3 separate regions of the Mus musculus genome follow, and all the other regions are linked to region 1. The links are chromatin contacts, called in public ChIA-PET and HiChIP or PLAC-seq maps. All regions are on one chromosome and are shown on one strand. Each heading gives the region's core, a stretch centred on a gene start, on an enhancer-like site or on the middle of the called end of the contact. The rest is flanking DNA. Distances are from core to core; before and after follow the strand shown.

The links. ChIA-PET counts read pairs in DNA pulled down with a chosen protein or histone mark. HiChIP or PLAC-seq counts read pairs in DNA pulled down with a chosen protein or histone mark.
Region 2: an H3K27ac HiChIP or PLAC-seq map of bone marrow-derived dendritic cells shows a contact between it and region 1, with 4 times the contacts expected there. The contact joins the enhancer-like site here to the promoter of Myo1f in region 1. A contact is called at or near these places in 8 of 39 promoter capture datasets (the 3T3-L1 cell line, cranial neural crest, embryonic stem cells and 4 more), 1 of 15 datasets of contacts at CTCF or cohesin (stem cell-derived epiblast-like cells), 1 of 484 Hi-C or Micro-C datasets (the G1E-ER4 cell line), 3 of 115 datasets of contacts at active chromatin or transcription factors (bone marrow-derived dendritic cells, embryonic stem cells and large pre-B cells) and 2 of 9 other capture datasets (adipose tissue and embryonic stem cells).
Region 3: a contact with region 1 is called in an RNA polymerase II ChIA-PET map of memory CD8 T cells, with 5 read pairs. The contact joins the promoter of Kifc1 here to the promoter of Myo1f in region 1. A contact is called at or near these places in 1 of 39 promoter capture datasets (the HPC-7 cell line) and 2 of 115 datasets of contacts at active chromatin or transcription factors (large pre-B cells and memory CD8 T cells).

The regions. Positions count from the first base shown.
Region 1 is chr17:33,554,199-33,557,296 of GRCm38.p6, reverse strand. It overlaps Myo1f (myosin IF), which reads right to left and starts at 1,590. Exons shown (of 28, transcript NM_053214.2): 1 at 1,441-1,590. The coding sequence starts at 1,443.
Region 2 is chr17:33,061,580-33,064,677 of GRCm38.p6, reverse strand. It overlaps the pseudogene Phf8-ps. Among named protein-coding and RNA genes, the nearest start is that of Zfp563, 26 kb to the left of the region's middle. Within about 2 kb of position 1,592, at least 8 of the 459 cell types and tissues checked have an H3K27ac peak or open chromatin away from gene starts, as enhancers often do. A contact at or near this core is called in bone marrow-derived dendritic cells, where this site is marked.
Region 3 is chr17:33,888,960-33,892,057 of GRCm38.p6, reverse strand. It overlaps Kifc1 (kinesin family member C1), which reads left to right and starts at 1,425. Exons shown (of 11, transcript NM_001195298.1): 1 at 1,425-1,580. The coding sequence starts at 1,563.

The DNA of each region.
Region 1 (3,098 bases), core at 341-2,840:
AACAGGTGTACAGTACCATGCCCAGTTTATGTGATGCTCAGAATGGAACCTAAGGCTATGTGTATGACAGTAAGCATTCTACCCAGAGCCCAGACTCAGCCCCAGCTCTCACTGGCTTTCTAAAAAAATGGTCTCTTTCACCTCACCTCCCTGCCTCCACTCCAGTCCTGTTTGCTATAACCTCCAAGAACCCCAACAACTATTCTTTTCCTAAGAACATGCCCTTGTTCTCATTGACAGAATGACAAAAATTGAAAGCTGAAGTGAACTGTGGGTTTGTGGAGCCATGGGGTGATTTGTGTAATCACTACTGGCTTTTATTGTATGTGCCATGATGCTGCTAAGTCTAGACCCATGCATGGTGCTGATCATTCTCCAGCCTTCTCATCATCAACAGACTTCAACTTGAACTTGTAGTGACATCTCTGTCTGCAGCGTCTCCACTGCCATCCTTGGGTAGTAGGGAGAACGGTCTCTCCTTTGTATACCTTTCCTCTATCCTTTCTCCACCTAGTCCTCCATCTCCTCCTCTTTTTTTCTTCCTTCCTTCCTTCCTTCCTTCCTTCCTTCCTTCCTTCCTTCCTTCCTTCCTTTCTTTCTTTCATTAGGTATTTTCTTTATTTACATTTCAAATGTTATCCCCTTTCTTGGTTTCCCCTATGAAAACCCCCATCCCCTCCCTCTCCTCTTCTTTCTATTCCTTATCTCCATTCCTATTTTTCCTTTTCTTCTCCTAGCTCTCTCTTCCCCCTCCTTTTCATCCTTTGCTATCTTCTGCCGCACACCCACATCTCCAACTCCTCCTTAGTAAAATTAACTGGTCCTGGAAGTTAAATGAGGATGATGATGACTTATTTTCAGTGCTAGAGATGATACCCAGGATCTTGAGCACACTAGCCAAGCACCCGCACTGAGCTATCATCTGCCCCTGTGATTGTTATAGTCAAACCACCTAGGATCACTTGCACTGTTATCCCACCCCATGAGAGTGGCCAAACCTACAGATCCCTCTGATGAATGTTCCCAAGAAAAGCCCTACACCCCTCAAACACTCCTTTCTCCAGACCAACTTCTAAATAAGAGTTCTAGAAACAGAGGCTAAGAGAGGGAAGAGCTTGTTTCAAACTGCAGGGGAAGACTAGTTCTGAGATGAGTTGATAACCTAGTTCTCTAAGCCCCTGAAAAGGGACATGTTCTCTTCCTGACGACTGTGTAATTCCTTCAGGGACACTTTCTTTCCTATTTATGTTGCAGTATTGGTCCTCATACCCAGCCTGGCAGATGCAGATTGGAGCTTGATTCTTGGTGAGGGACATGGGGTGCTCTGTGCTGTCCTATGGAACTCTGTCTCTGAAGGCTCTGTGGTTCTCATAACCATTGCCCCAAGTTTTGAGGGTGCTACCAGGTTACCACTCCCAGATCCCACCTTGAACAACTTACCATGGTGAGGGATGGTATGTAGGCTCCTGTGGGTAATGACAGGGGTGCAGGCTCAGAGGGTTCTAGGGGGTGGCTCTGGCATGGCTCTCCTCCTTCACAGGCTCTTGGCCCTAGTTCCTCTTGTAACAGCCCCTCTTTTACTTCCTTTGCGGGAGGGCTCATGACCACAGGGGAGGGAAGCTGAGGGCGGGGACAGTGCTCTGAGCTCTAGCAGCAATGACAGGGCTGAGGGAACCGTTTGGAGCTTACCCTGAAGGGATAGGTCAAAGTTGGCGGGCAGTCACTGCCAGACTAGAGAAAGTCCTTTATCCATCATCTACCTCAAGAAAAGAGTTACAGCAAAAAGCACCCAAATCAGCTGACTGCAGGACTGGCCGCTTAGTTCTCTTCAGAATCAGGGGAAGGAAGTACCATTTCAGATGTGTGTCTGCTCAGAGTTCCCATGGAAACCCTTTATGGTCCTCCCTGTAGACTGTTCCTCCAAAGCCAGGTCTGTTAGTAAGGGAAGTTTAACTGGAGTAGAAGACACCACAAGACTTATTTCCCTTTAATGTCTGTATTTCTCTTTGTGTGCGTTTCTATATGGGTGCATATGAATGTGTGGAGGGAGGTCAGAAGACAACCTTAGGTGAGTGCCAGTTCTCACCCTTCTCCTTGAAATAGGCATCACTGTTGTTTTCCTACTGTGGAAATCAGGCTAGTCTGCAAGCTTCCTGGATTCTCTTGTCTCCACCTCCTATCTCCATGTCTCAGATATTTGTTACCTTTATCTGGCTTTATGTGGGGTCTGGGGATTCAAACTCATGCCCTGATGCTTGTTGTGAAAAGTGAGCTATTGGCCTTGAGAGAGAGAGAGAGAGAGAGAGAGAGAGAGAGAGAGAGAGAGAGAGAGAGAGAAAGAGAAAGAGAGAGACACAGAGAGAAACAGAGACAGAGACAGAGAGACAGAGACAGAGACCGAGACCTTTGGAACCCAGGAGGCACTGGATCTCTGGGAGTTTACATCTGTTAACCACCTGATATGGGTGCTTGGAATTGAACTGTGGTCCTCTGAAATTACAGGAAGTAATCTTCTATCCAGTTGAGCCTTCTATCCAGCAAGCACCTCCCACTGTCACTCCACCCCAAATCTGGATATTGTTGTGGTTTTTGTTTTTGAGATAGGGTTTCCACTGTATAATTTTGACTTGTCTGGAGTTTGTAAGTAGCAAATTTGGTCTCAAACTCAGAGATCCTCCTGCCTCTGGATTGTGGGGCCCAAAGATGTACACACCATTCCTGGCCCAATCTGGGTTTTCACACTTACAGCCTTGCTGTTTTCCTGACTTGGCTCTATCAGCAGCAGCCAGCACATGTAGGGCCTACCATACGTTAGCTCAGTACTTGGTCTTTGGAAGACCAGATCACAAATGAGTCTTCTGTTGACATGGAGGAAATGACAGTTCCTAGAAGTTGTCACCTCCTCATGTTACCCACTGGGGAGGTGGCTAAGACCAAACCAGACTGGTGAGAGCCTAACAGGGACCTGTGTTCTAATCCATCTTTGGTCCATGCCACAGAGACTGGGAATGTCTCTGTGTCCTGTGCTCTCTTTCCATAGGTGAGAAGTCTATATTCTTCTCCAATATCCAGGGCCAATAGCACAACTCCACATGTGG
Region 2 (3,098 bases), core at 343-2,842, 490 kb after region 1:
TTGGGCCTAGGAATTTCTTCTGGGATAGACTTCACCAAAATAAATGTATTAGAATCCCATTGTTAACCAAACAGTTTTGATCAAGAATATGCTGCAAATTTTATTATTTCCCAAACACACATGCCACTAGTCAATCATAAGGTTGTTTTATGAAATCTGGCATGTCTGATGAATGATTAAAATCTTTGGAACAAAAAAAAAAATATCTTGCCTAATACAAATAAATGGAAACCTCTGTATTTTTGTTTGGATATGGCATGTCTCCTAAAGAGTCACACACCAAGGCTTGTGTCCAATGCTGAAGGTTAAAGGGAGTCTCTTGGGCTACAACTACTCTGATTTTATAATTTCAGTTCTTCACTGTTAGATTCGTAAGTAAACTGACTCATGAAAGTGGTTGGGAAGTGTAGTCCCCAGGGTTTATTTGGAAGTAGTATTACCATGACCCTGAGTTGTATATTTTTTATCAAGCATGTTGGTCTCTATTTATCAACTTCCATGGAGTGCACATTCTTAAACTAATTAAAGAACTCTCAAAGCAGGGTTGTTGTCATCTGTGATGATCTGCCTTATCATTAGCTCAAAGAAATGGAGCCCGTCAACTGTGCACTGAGACGTTTGGAATCACTAAATCCACTATAAAGTTGCTTTTCTTAGCTATTTTAATGCTTTGTTTGCTTGTTTATTTTGTTTTGAGATGTGTTCTGTCTAGATAGCCTTGGCTGTCCTGGAACTCACTCTGTAGACTAGTATGGCTTCAAACTCACAGAAATGTGCTTTTCTCTGTCTCTCAAGTGTTGCATTTTAAGACATATGCTACAACATCGAGATTCTTAGCTATTTTTTTAAAAAGATGTTTTAATTTTATTTTATTTGTATGAGTGTTTTCCTGCTGTTTACATGTGCACTATGTGCATGTCTGGTGCCTGCAGAGACTAGAAGAGGGTGTTTGGTGCCCTAGAACTGAAGTTATAGAAGGTTGTAAGCTGGCTAAGGGTCATGGGAACAGAACTCAGGTCCTCTGTAAGAGCAGCAGCACCCTTAACCACTGAATCATCTCTCCAGCCTCATTTCTTAGTTCTTTTTAGCATTAATATACAGCTCATTATTGCACTCAATTCTTTAAGACAGTATTAAGAGAGTGGTTAAAATATTATTAAAAATAAAGGCAGAATTTAATGGGCTATACATAACCAGAAAATAAGTTCATGATGCAGTAGAGAGTGTAAGACCTGAAGAGCCTTATATCCGGGATGACCCACTCACAGAAACACAGAGATGGAGATCAATGCAACAAGCAAGAAGTTTATTGATCTGGCATGCCAGGACCATCCTGCAATGGGGCAGAGACAACCTTGAATCTCCTAAACACACACTTTTTATACAGTTTAAGGGTAGGCCTTGGTAACAACAACATGAGTTGGTTTAAGCCCATTGTTAAGCTGACCTTTAGGGGCCCCCCTTTAGAAATGGTAATTAGCCTCTCCCAGGGAGGCAGTAAGTGCTTCACGACCTTCCCTAAGCAGCATAGAGCATGAGGTGAGGTCTTAGGTCACTACAAGAGGGAACTGAAACATTCTTGGTCATTATCTGTGACTGCCTTGCCTTCAGGGCTTTCTGGTAAAGCTTTTTTTTGCTGGGTCATTCCAAGAAGGGAGTGTTTGCCACAGCATTCTAGCAGAAGATCCCCAGCATGTAATTCTAGCAAGGTCTTTCAGTAGTCATCTTATGTTCTCTAAGGTCACACATTCCCCTCTTTTTTCTTGTATTTCAAACATGAAATCATGACTCACTCTAGCCCAACTCTTGATACTGTTCTCTTAACATCATAATCTGAACTGTACTTATAGGCCAGCAAGCAGATCAAAATGCAGGGGCTGAAAAGTAAAAGCAGCATCAGGATTATCTTTCTTTGTAAAACCTAAGGCCCCAAATGTATCCCCTTGTCCAATCCAAAGCCTGTTTCCCTGGTTCAGTAAAGGTGACACGGAGTGGGTGACACCAGCTCTCACACTCAGGTCAGTATGTCCATCCTAGACCCCCTGACTCATGGTGATTATAGTTGGCTATTACCTGAACATAGTCCCAATGTGAGGTGGGCTTCATAAGGCATCACCCGTGGTCTCACAGGCCCAGCTCTTGCAGAAAAAGTCAGAATTTTGGATTGAGGGACCAATCTCCGTGGATCCCGGGACAGACGTAGAAGGGCAGGGTTCGAAGCATGCTTCTCTGGCTGACATGTCCGCAGTCTCCCCATAGGTCTAATCCATGTCACCCAGGTGGGGAAGGTGATGAAAGAGCAGTCTGAGTATTAAATTACCCCTCCAGGTCCCAGTTATCTGGGGCTCCTAAAGCCAACTTACAAACATCTGGAAAAAAGTCAGGCTAGACTCCAAACAGTCTCTCCCACCCTGTTTATGACCTGCCAGGTTAGGTTGCGTGGCTGATGAGGACCAAGGATAGTAGAACACAAGGGAAAGGTGCTAAAATACAGTACCAGGGGAAGAACCCACATCTTTGGGCCCTTTGATGATCTTCAGCTTCAGAAGGTTCTCTGTAGTCTGGACCCTCCAAGTGAGGTGGTCTTCTGGAATTTCAGTTTCAGTCGGGGGAGCAAGCTTCCCATGTGAGGCGTGTATCCAGGCAGCGATTCCGTCTACCTTGACAGCCATTGGAATAGTTAGCAGTACTAGATAAGGTCCTTTCTAACAGGGCTTGAGCATCTGGGAGCGGTGTCACCTCATGTAGACCAAATCTCCAATCTGGAACCGATGTGATGTCTTAGGGGTACCAGGTTCATAGGCAGCTGCCAGATGTGACCACACTTCTTTTTGTACCACCTGCAGGCCCTTTAGCCTGGCGTACAAATCATTGTTACTATGACAAGTGGGTTCAAGAACATCCCCCAGAAAGGTCCGAGGAGCAGGAGTCCCATACAAGATTTCAAAAGGAGTCAGACTAAAGTGGGAGAGGGTGTTTCTGACTCTAAACAGGGCCAAGGGAAGAAGCACGAGTCTCCATGGTCAATTTACTCAAAGGCTCTTTTAAAGTTCTATTCATCCTCTCTACCTGCCCAGAGCTATGAGGTCTATAAATAC
Region 3 (3,098 bases), core at 176-2,675, 330 kb before region 1:
CCACATGGTGGCTCAAAACCATCCGTAATGAGATCTGGCGCCCTCTTCTGGAGTGTCTGAGGACAGCTACAGTGTACTTACATATAATAAATCTTTAAAAAAAAAAAGAAACTGCTGGGTGTGGTTGCGCACGCCTTTAATCCCAGCACTCGGGAGGCAGAGGCAGGCAGATTTCTGAGTTCGAGGCCAGCCTGGTCTACAGAGTGAGTTCCAGGACAGCCAGGGCTACACAGAGAAACCCTGTCTCAAAAAACCAAAAAAAAAAAAAAAAAAAAAAGAAACATACTATTTATTTATCCAGTTATGTATGTATGTATGTGTGTGTGTGTGTTTCTTTATTTATTTAAGACAGGGTCTCTCTACAGAGCCTGGCTGCCCTGGAATTTACTTTGTAGACCTGGTTGGCCTTGAACTCAAGAGATCTGTCTGCCTCTGCATTCTGAGTACTGGGAACTGGGATTAAAGGCGTGTGCCACCAAGCCTGGCTTCTAGTTTTGTTTTGATTTTTTAATCTAAAAGATTGTTTATTGACCTGGGCATGGTGGCACAGGGTAGCCCTAGCATCTCTGAGTTCAAGGCCAGCCTGTTCTACAAATAGAATTCCAAGACAGTCAGGGCTACACAGAGAAACCCAATCTCGAAAAAACAAAATAAATATATATGTAATTTATGTGTTTTATATATATATATATATATATATATATATATATGCTTATATATATAATACGTACTATTGGGTATTATTTATATGTGTAAAGATATATGTTTATGTATATAATACATATTGTTTATGTATAATATATAATATTGGAGGCAGGAGGGGCACAGAAAACTTTGTGGCGAATTAGTTCTCACCTTCCACATTATATGAGTTTCAGGGATAACCAGTTTGCTATCCTCCCGGCCCTACTCTAGATTTATGACTTTATTACATCTCCAGATATGGGTTCCACTTTTTCTTCTTTGAGGACAGGTCAGCGCCATCAACCAGCTTCCACTTTTCGGACCTGAGAAAGTGGACCAAGAGCGACCTCGGTGTAACAGTCTCCAGTCTACAGGGTTGGCGAGGAGGTGTGCAAGTTCAGCAGTATCCGCTAGGTGGCGCTCGCTCCGCCCCGACCCCGCTCAGGCACATGCGTATTGCCTCCCCCACGCCACTCCTCCACACAAGCGCACTTCTGACGCAACCAGAGACCTCAGGAAGCCGCGCTCGGCGCTCGGGAGGGGGAGAGGGAGAAAAGAGGAAGAGCGGATCCGGAAGTAGGATCCAAGGGGTCTAGTTCTGGTGCTCTAGCGGACTAGAAGAGTCGCGACTCAGGGGGCGTGGCCCCGGAGGCGGAGGGCACCGTGATTGGCTCGCGACCGCGGCGCCGGCGCGGATTGGCCTCTGCGGATTGAAGTGCGTTGACTGCGCGGAGGTTGAAATTCAAAAGTGGCGGGTGTGGCTGATTGGCCTGGCTCCTGGACAGCCTGGCTTCGGCGTTTTGCGGCGCGAGCCCTTGAGAGGACGCGGGTCTCATCGTCCTGCCTGCTGCCTTTGCACCCTTTCTGTGCGGACCACCATGGACGTGCAGGCGCAGGTGAGTGCGGCGGAGACGACCTCGCGCCAAGATCGGAGGACGCAGGCCGGCCGCCCGGAGACCCGCGTCCCGGGGACAGGTCGGGGCAAGCCGTCCTGCAGGGGAGGGTCGCACCGCCTCGCGCCCAGGACACCAGCGGCCGAGTCAGTGAGGGCAACACACACACACACACACACACACACACACACACACACACGGCGAGGTCCCAGGACAGTCGCAGCGACGTTGGCCCGCCATTCCAGTCGTGCAGGCGCGACCATCCCGTGTCCCTTATCCCCCTCCAGCATTTCCCATTTCGAATTCTCAAGCGGATTCGACATGTTTGTGCTTCTCAGTTCTTACAGATCGCCTTGTGGGAGAAGCGAGGGTTCTGAAAGAGGCCTTGTCGCTTGTCCGCAAAGTACCTTTCTTGCTGATGACCTGTTGTGTTGCTGCTGGATCGGGATAGAGGAAGGGGAGAGGAGAAATGGGGGCATCGGCCCAGAGGATCCTTATTCCCTCGCCTGCCTCTTCCTTTTGCTCATTTGGACTGCTGACTAGTTTATGGGGGTGCCCTTCTTCACCACAAGCATCTGAGGCGTATGTGTGTGGCAATTAATGGACTGATCTCTCTGGTGTCAGGAAAGACCGGCCTGCATTCTTTGTTTACCAGCATTTCAGTCTAGACTGACTCACAGTCGGTGTTCAGCTTGAAGAGACTTTCTGGTATACTCACAGCCAAAAGGGAGAGCACTGCACTGTGACAGGTGACAGTTAAAAAGTAAAATAGTTTTTCTCAGATTTGTTCCTGCAGTATTTGCCAAGCATCTTCTGGCCCTGCACAGCTGTACTTATGTAGGAGACAGGAGTCCTAGCTACCAGTGAGCTGACACTCCCTGGGGAGACAGACATAATACAATTTGTATCTCTATTGGGAGGGAGTGAAGGACAGTAAAGGTTCAAGCAGATGGAAGGGGAAGAAGAAAGCTAGGAGGAACAACATTAACTAAGGTATGGAGAGTTAAAACTGGAAGGAAGAGGTCTGTGGTGCAGTGCTAGGCGAGCATCCAAGAAACACCTGGGTCTATAGTCCCCTGAACCAAAAGCAACGAACCATCCTGAAGTCAGTTGTGCACCTGAGGTCACCTGTGTGGAGGCTCAGACCAGAGCTTGGAGATTCAGGCCAGTGATACATTGTCTCAAAAAAAAAAAAAAAAACCAATATAAATTTGACCTAGTAACCTGAAGCTGGTAGCATGCCCAAGAATAGCAGGGTTTGCTTGCTGATTTGTTGTTGTTGTTTTGTTTGTTTGTTGTTGTTGTTTTGTGGTTTGTTTGTTGTTGTTTTGTGGTGGTGGTAGCTGTTTTCCCTGTGTAACCCTGGCTGTCCTAGAACTCACTCTGTAGACCAGGCTGGCTTAGAACTCAGAGATCTGCCTGCCTCTGCCTCCCGAGTGCTGGGGTTAAAGGTGTGCGCCATCAGTGCCCAGCTGTACTGTGTGTTAAGTGTGTCTGAGAGAAGAGGTCCTTGTGTCTCCC